2 separate regions of the Sus scrofa genome follow, and region 1 is linked to region 2. The links are chromatin contacts, called in public promoter capture Hi-C maps. All regions are on one chromosome and are shown on one strand. Each heading gives the region's core, a stretch centred on a gene start, on an enhancer-like site or on the middle of the called end of the contact. The rest is flanking DNA. Distances are from core to core; before and after follow the strand shown. Region 1 holds the start of FBXL12 (F-box/LRR-repeat protein 12). Region 2 holds the start of C2H19orf43.

Evidence for each region. Promoter capture Hi-C pulls out the DNA fragments that hold promoters and counts their contacts.
Region 1: a promoter capture Hi-C map of fetal liver shows a contact between it and region 2, with 4 times the contacts expected there. The contact joins the promoter of FBXL12 here to the promoter of C2H19orf43 in region 2. A contact is called at or near these places in 2 of 5 promoter capture datasets (fetal liver and liver) and 1 of 47 Hi-C or Micro-C datasets (skeletal muscle).

What each region holds. Positions count from the first base shown.
Region 1 is chr2:68,700,369-68,703,779 of Sscrofa11.1, forward strand. It overlaps FBXL12 (F-box/LRR-repeat protein 12), which reads right to left and starts at 1,549. Exons shown (of 3, transcript XM_013987420.1): 1 at 1,203-1,549; 2 at 986-1,092. It also overlaps a transcript of UBL5 not described here.
Region 2 is chr2:66,260,757-66,264,283 of Sscrofa11.1, forward strand. It overlaps C2H19orf43, which reads left to right and starts at 1,630. Exons shown (of 3, transcript XM_003123323.4): 1 at 1,630-2,047. The coding sequence starts at 1,697. It overlaps ASNA1 (ATPase ASNA1), which reads right to left and starts at 379. Exons shown (of 7, transcript XM_003123324.4): 1 at 29-379. The coding sequence starts at 189.

The sequences.
Region 1 (3,411 bases), core at 299-2,798, 2.4 Mb after region 2:
AAAAAAACAAAAGAAAAGCTGGTTAGGGGTAAAATAGCATTTCATTATCTAAATAGAATAGGGTTATCTAAACTCTAGAAATGGAATTCCCTTGTGACTCAGCAGTTAAGGATCCAACATTGTCACTGTAGTTGTTTGTGTGGCTCCTGTGGGGTACAGGTTCCATCCACGGTCCGGGAACTTCCGCACACCACCAATAAAGAAAAAAAATAGTGGAGGGTTTCAAAAAGTGCAACAAATAACCTGTAAATGTTGTATGTATATATGTATACATAAACATTTATGTTTCTCAAGATCTGCAGCAAATAAAGCAAAGGTTAATAAAGGTTAAATCTAGATGGTGAGTACATGGTTTCAGATATTATCCCCTATGCATTTCCATTTGTATTTAAAATAGTTCATAATAAAAAGAAAAATAAAATGCAGGAGTTCCCGTCGTGGCTCAGTGGTTGACAATCCGACTAGGAACCATGAGGTTGCAGGTTCAATCCCTGGTCTTGCTCAGTGGGTTGGGGATCCAGCATTGCCCTGAGCCGTGGTGTAGGTCGCAGATGCGGCTCGGATCCGGCGTTGCTGTGGCTCTGGAGTGGGCGGGAGGCTACGGCTCCGGTTGGACCCCTAGCCTGAGAACCTCCATGTGCCGCAGGAGCGGCTCTAGAAAAGGCAAAACGACAAAAAGGCAAAAAAAAACAAACAAACAAACAAACAAAAAAAAACAACGGAAGAAAGTGGAAATGGTGTGATTGCACTCTTCAGGAGATTACTTCTGGAAATAAGTTGACTACAAAAAATTACTTTTCCGTGAAAACTCATCAATAAGCCCTTTCCCCAAACGATCTTGGTTATACCCATTATTTTGGAGATGGAGAAATTGAGGCCCAGAGGTCACAGCTGAGCAAGCAGGCGGCGCAGCCGGGAGCACCTGGGAGAGCCTCGCTCGAAACAAGGGTTGGAGGCGTGGTCCTTGAGGTCAGGCTAAACCTACCGAGGCCCAGGCCTTCCCGGCCAGCCCCGCATACCGTGTAGAGCGTCAGGTCGACATGTCGCCACAGCCACCGGTCGTCCACCAGCCTCTTCCAGCGGTGACAGACCCTGGGGGAGGGGACCCGCCGTTAGAACGACCACGGCCCCGCGGGGTCCAGGTCTGCACCTCCTAGCATGCCCCCCGCCCGGCCCCTCCCTCCCGCGGGGCGGGGCCGCACCTGGAGATGCGGATCCGGTCCCGGACCGGGAGGTAAGAGAAGATCTCCAACAGGACAGAGTCCGGCAAGTCGGCAAAAGTCGCCATCATCCCGCCGACACGCATTTCCGTTTCCGTCCAGAGGGACTCGGGGACTCGTTCTGAGGGCGACCAAGGAGGTGGGGGAAGTGAGGGTGCTGGCACGGAGGTGGTCGCGGCTTCAGGTAGCCAGCAGAGATTCAGCTTTCCTCTTGCGGGGACGTGGCTGGGCACTGGAGCCAGAGCAGCACAGGATCTGAACGCCGAACCAAAAATGCAGCTGAGAACTGGGACTAAGCCGGGAAGGCGGGGCTGAGGCGGTGACGCAAACCAAGGGCGGGGTTAAGGGGGGGGAAACCTTACTCTGGGGGCGAGGCCGGGACGAGGGCCGAACCCAGAAGGCGGGGCTGGGGCGGTGACAAGCCCTGAAGGCGGGATTGAGGGCAGAGCCGAGAGCAGAGGACTCCGCAGAGAGAGGTCTCAGCTTTAGAGCTTTGTGATGCATGTACATGAGGGTAAATTTGCAAGAGTGAAATAGCTTTTGTTTTGTTTATAAATAGCTTGTTAAAAGGAGTGTTGAATTTTTCGTTTTTATTGATGGTGTCAAATGATTCTCCTCAGAACCTGAACTGACTTCCTTCTCGTAAACAGCACTCATTTTTATAAGTTGCAATTCATAAAGGCAGTGAAATTTACTCAAGCATTCCCGTATTGATGAGTATTCCGGTTGCTTCCAGACCTATTACCATAAACAATATTGGAGCTAAGCATTCTGTTACATATGTATGTATGTATATACGTATGCAGGTTTATGTACACACATATATATAATATACTTCCTATGTTTTTATTTCTATAGGATAAATAAACAGGAGCTGTGCTTATGGGTCAAAGGACATGAGGAGTTTAATTCTGAGTAGCTTTTGCCAAATCACACTCAACAAATGGCAATAAATGTTTTTAATACACACAAGAAATTGGAGATGCTGAAAACTGTTTCAAAAAGAAATGCAAACTCATTAAGATGTACATGCTAAATGTGTGCAATTTGGTATACCAACTGTACCTGAATAAAACTTAAATAATCTGTATGCTTACACTTATCCATAAATAAATTCAAAGTAAAACACTATGGAATTCACTTATCAGATTAAGAAAGATGAGGAAGCCAAAAAATACCCACACTGGCTCTGATATGAGGAAACAGACTTTCTCAACCACAGCAGTTGGGGCAGAATTGATGCAAAATCTTTGAAGACAGTTTGGCAACATAAGATTGTAGCCCCTGTCAGACCAAGCATCCCACTTCTAGGATCTCAAATTGTCAGAAAGAACGAGGTAAAAAAAAAAAAAAAAAAAAAAAAAAAAAAAAAAAAAAACAAAGGAGTTCCCGTCGTGGCGCAGTGGTTAACAAATCCGACTAGGAACCATGAGGTTGCGGGTTCGGTCCCTGCCCTTGCTCATTGGTTTAAGGATCCGGCATTGCATGAGCTGTGGTGTAGGTTGCAGACGAGGCTTGGATCCCGCGTTGCTGTGGCTCTGGCGTAGGCCGGTGGCTACAGCTCCGATTCGACCCCTAGCCTGGGAAACTCCATATGCCTCGGGAGCAGCCCAAGAGATAGCTAAAAAGACACACACACACACACACACAAAAAAAAAACCAGAGGATAAAACTGCAGCCTACCAGATCCTCAGGGCAGAGCCCCCTTCCCTGCCTGCTTACATCTCTCACAAGCATCCTATCCTAATAAATCTATTACTTGCCTATCAAAAGAAAGAAAGAAAAAAAAAAAAGTCAGTGGAGGGAGTTCCCATCATGGCTCAGCAGTAACGAACCTGGCTAGTATCCACAAGGACTCAAGTTCAATCCCTGGCTTTGATCAGTGGGTTAAGGATCCAGTGTACGTGAGCTGTGGTTTAGGCCAGCAGCTGTAGCTCCAATTCAAGCCCTAGCCTGGGAACTTCCATATGCCTCAGGTGCAGCCCCAAAAAGCAAAAAAGAAAGAAAAGAAAAGAAGAATCATCTCCTGCCCCATCAAGCATACAGGAGTGGAGGGATAGGAACTGTCACATCTAAGCTCCTTCCTCTGGCTCAGAAATTTAGGCAACAAGAGACAGAGAGGCCCTGCCCAGTTTGCTCCCTGAGTCATGACCCAGAACTCTCCCTCCTGGGAAGCATTTATCTCCAGCCA
Region 2 (3,527 bases), core at 380-2,879:
TTCTCGGCCCCCGCCGCAGCCTCCTTACCTGCAGGTGGTCTTGCCAACGCCACCCTTGCCCCCAACGAAGATCCACTTAAGGCTACGCTGCTCGATGATGTTGCTAAGCGTGGGCTCCAGCGGCTCCACATCAGGGGCATCCTCGAACTCCTCTGCCTCAACCCCCCACCCGGCCACCCCTGCCGCCATCTTGGACCCGGCTCACGTGATCAAGCGGAGCGAACTATGCAAAGCACCTACAGGGGAAATTTCCTATCATATCCCGTCACGGCTAGAAGCGTGAATTAATTTTCTCATGATCTGACTTTTAGGTGATAATAGAAGCTATATTTCCATATTATCCCCTTCCAAGGTTCACCTTGTCAACCTCTTGTCTATATTTTTTCAAAGACTCCCCCTGCCTAATTAACATATTGGTACCTTCCAGGTCACTCCCCTTCACTGATTGGGCCCTACGTCTTGCCACACTCCTTCCATTGGCTTCATCTTTTCTTATTTTCACCAATCACTCTCACGTCCCTGTAGCGGCCGACCTCCCCTTAGCAACCAGCCAAACACACGGTCCATGCCCTTTCCAAGAAGTTTGATCCGAGGTCCATTCCTACCTGACTCCATAGGCTCAACTTCATGTCGATCATTTCCCCCTATTTTCCAAATCTGGTCCCAACACCGCCTCAGGTCTGTCTCTTCTGTTACCTAACTGGCAACTGGCTGGGAGCCATTGAGCTCCTGACGCGAACCAATCATAGACGAACCGATTAGCTATCTTGAGATAGGTCCTCGGGGTGCCAGTGGTTAGAGGCAGAACAACTCCAGTTATGGGCGAAAGCCACAGATCCTTGTCCATTGAGCCCTGAGCCCCACGCAGGGCAGGGCCAACATTTGCAACCTCGCTCTTTGTCGTAGAAGGGGTCTGTTCTCGAAAACCTCCTTCCACTTTGCTCCCTATTCGAGGGGAGTCTGCAGTTCAGCCAATTATCTTTTTGAACCTCTGCCCCAGGAATACATGCTCGGTTCCAGGCCGTTGGAGGACACTCTACCTTAGATAGGGACTGCAGTCTAGAAATATCCGCGGCTTCACCTAAGTACTCTAGCGCATACAATAATACCCTGACTTTCAGATGAGGACCCCAGTTCCTTCGAGCAAGCGGTGTCTCTATTCCCAAATGAAAGCTCCATTTCAGAAGACAGGTACCCAACCCAGAGACGCCTCCATTTCTATTCTGGGGGCCCAGACTAGATGTACCCCCGAGATCTAGTTAGGGACCCAGGTTCCGAAGATTCAGCTGAACACACAGCCTCAGATGAAGTCCTTCCCCACGTTGAGATTTTCTCTGGTGCCAGAAAAGCGAATATGCCCCCAAGTCCCAGGCGGGAACCTCACTCCGAGAGCCAGCTATCGCCGTAGGCTTAGACGATAGCCTTATTTCGGGGGAGACCATGTCTGCGTAACGCTCGCGGAAGTTTAGTTGGGTTACTATAATCCGCTAGGCAGGGCGATGTATCTGTCTGCTGGTGCGCGGCTTCAAGCTTTACTCCTCTTTCGCCCCGCCCCGCGTGCCCCGCCCCCACTGCGGACGCTAGAGGACTAGACGGGTCTTCCCAGCATGCATTGCTCGGGACGAGGCAAGTCGGGCGCCAAGCGCGGGGTCGGAGCGGCCTTCCCGGAGTCCTTTGCGCGGCACCTGGCGACAAAATGGCTGCCCGAGGGAGACGGGCGGAGCCTCCGGGCCGGGAGGCGCCGGGCCCCGCGGGCGGTGGCGGCGGCGGGAGCCGATGGGCTGAGTCGGGGCCCGGGACGTCGCCCGAGAGCGGGGATGATGAAGTGTCGGGCGCTAGTTCGAGCCCTGTGACGGGCGGCGTGAACTTGTTCGCCAACGACGGCAGCTTCCTGGAGCTGTTCAAGCGGAAGATGGAGGAGGAGCAGCGGCAGCGGCAGGAGGAGCCGCCCCCGGGCCCGCAGCGACCCGACCAGCCGGCCACCGCCGCCGCCGCGGGTCCCGGGGATCCGAAGAGGAAGGGCGGCCCGGGCCCCACGCTCAGCTTCGTAAGGAGCCGCGGGGGTGGGGGCGGGCGCCAGGGCCTTCCTCGGTCGGGGGAATTGGGCCCGAGAAAGGGTATCGGGTCCACCCTACTCTCTGGATAAAGTGCTGGGGATTCGGAACCTGGACGAGAGAGGCCTGGGGGCGGAGGTGGGGACCCCTGGAGCCTGCCCGCAAGAACTGGGAGAAATTCCATTGGAAACAGCGCTCCGGGGATGGGGAAACCTGAATACCACTGTTTGAGTGGTACCCGAACTTTGGATACTGGGACCATCTCCCACTATGGGAGTGGGGGATATAGTCAAGTCTGGAGTCTGAATTGTGTGGATGAGAGACTCAGACTACTTACTGTGTGACCCTAGGAGATTTTCGTGTCTTTCCCGAGTCTCATTCCTCCACTGTCTATTGAGCACCTTACCTTGTGCTGGGCACCGTGCTAGGTGATGGATAGGCCTTGTTGAACACTACAGGTTATCGCTGCTTTCCTGGAGCGTCAGAACTGGCTTAATCTCATTTTCCCTGCTTGCAAAAATGGACATCATCCCATCTTCTGGTGTGATTAGCACTGGTTCTGTCTTATAGGAAGAGCTAAACCAGTGGTTCTCAATTGGGGGCAATTCCCCCCACCCCATCCCCACATTTGGCAGTCTGGAGACATTTTTGGTTGTCAGAACTGGGGGAGGGAGTGATACTAACATAAGTAGAGGACAGGCATGATGCTGCTCAACATGCTACAGTGCGCAGAACAACCTTTCCCTCCTTCCACCTCAACAAAGATGATCCAGTTCAGGATGTCATTAGATGAGATTGAGAAGCTCTAGACTAAAGAAATGGCACCTCTATTGATAGTCAGCTCTGAGCTTTCTTTGTCTCTGGTGTTGAGAGCAAGTTCCTGTGGTGTGGAGAACACAGTGTGGACTTGAGAATACTGGATGGGGGTGGGGGTCACATTTATTCATCTGTCAAAAATGAGTGTGAGAATAGTCCTGGCAGTGCAGGTCACTTCATACCTGGTTGAGGGGTGGAGATGGGATCTCTGTAAAGCCTTTTGGAGCTCCTGTGGCATGAGAAACCCTCAGTCTGAGGGAGAAAATAGAGGACCAGGAGGAAAGTTCAGAGCAAGACTTATGCTTGAGGGAGGGGAAGTGGCAGGACCTGGGGGGTGGGGGCCAAGTGCACCTCTGTGAGTAGGAGTAGCAGTTTCATTTGTTCATCAAGGAGCCATTGTGGGAGCACCCTCAAAGAGGGCAGGCCAGGTTAGATGTAAGGGAATGGTGTCACTTGGTGGTTAGGAATTCTACTCAGTGGCTTAGACCCACCTGACCCTGAATCCAGCTCCATTGTTTGCCGTCAGCATGATCCAGGGTACAGGCGTCTCCTCAAAGATGTTTCCCCATCTGTACAGTGGGGATGGTGTAATCTACAATGTAAGGTGACTGTGACGATACTTCCAAGGCACCTGGCACAGGGCTTAGCATAGAGTAA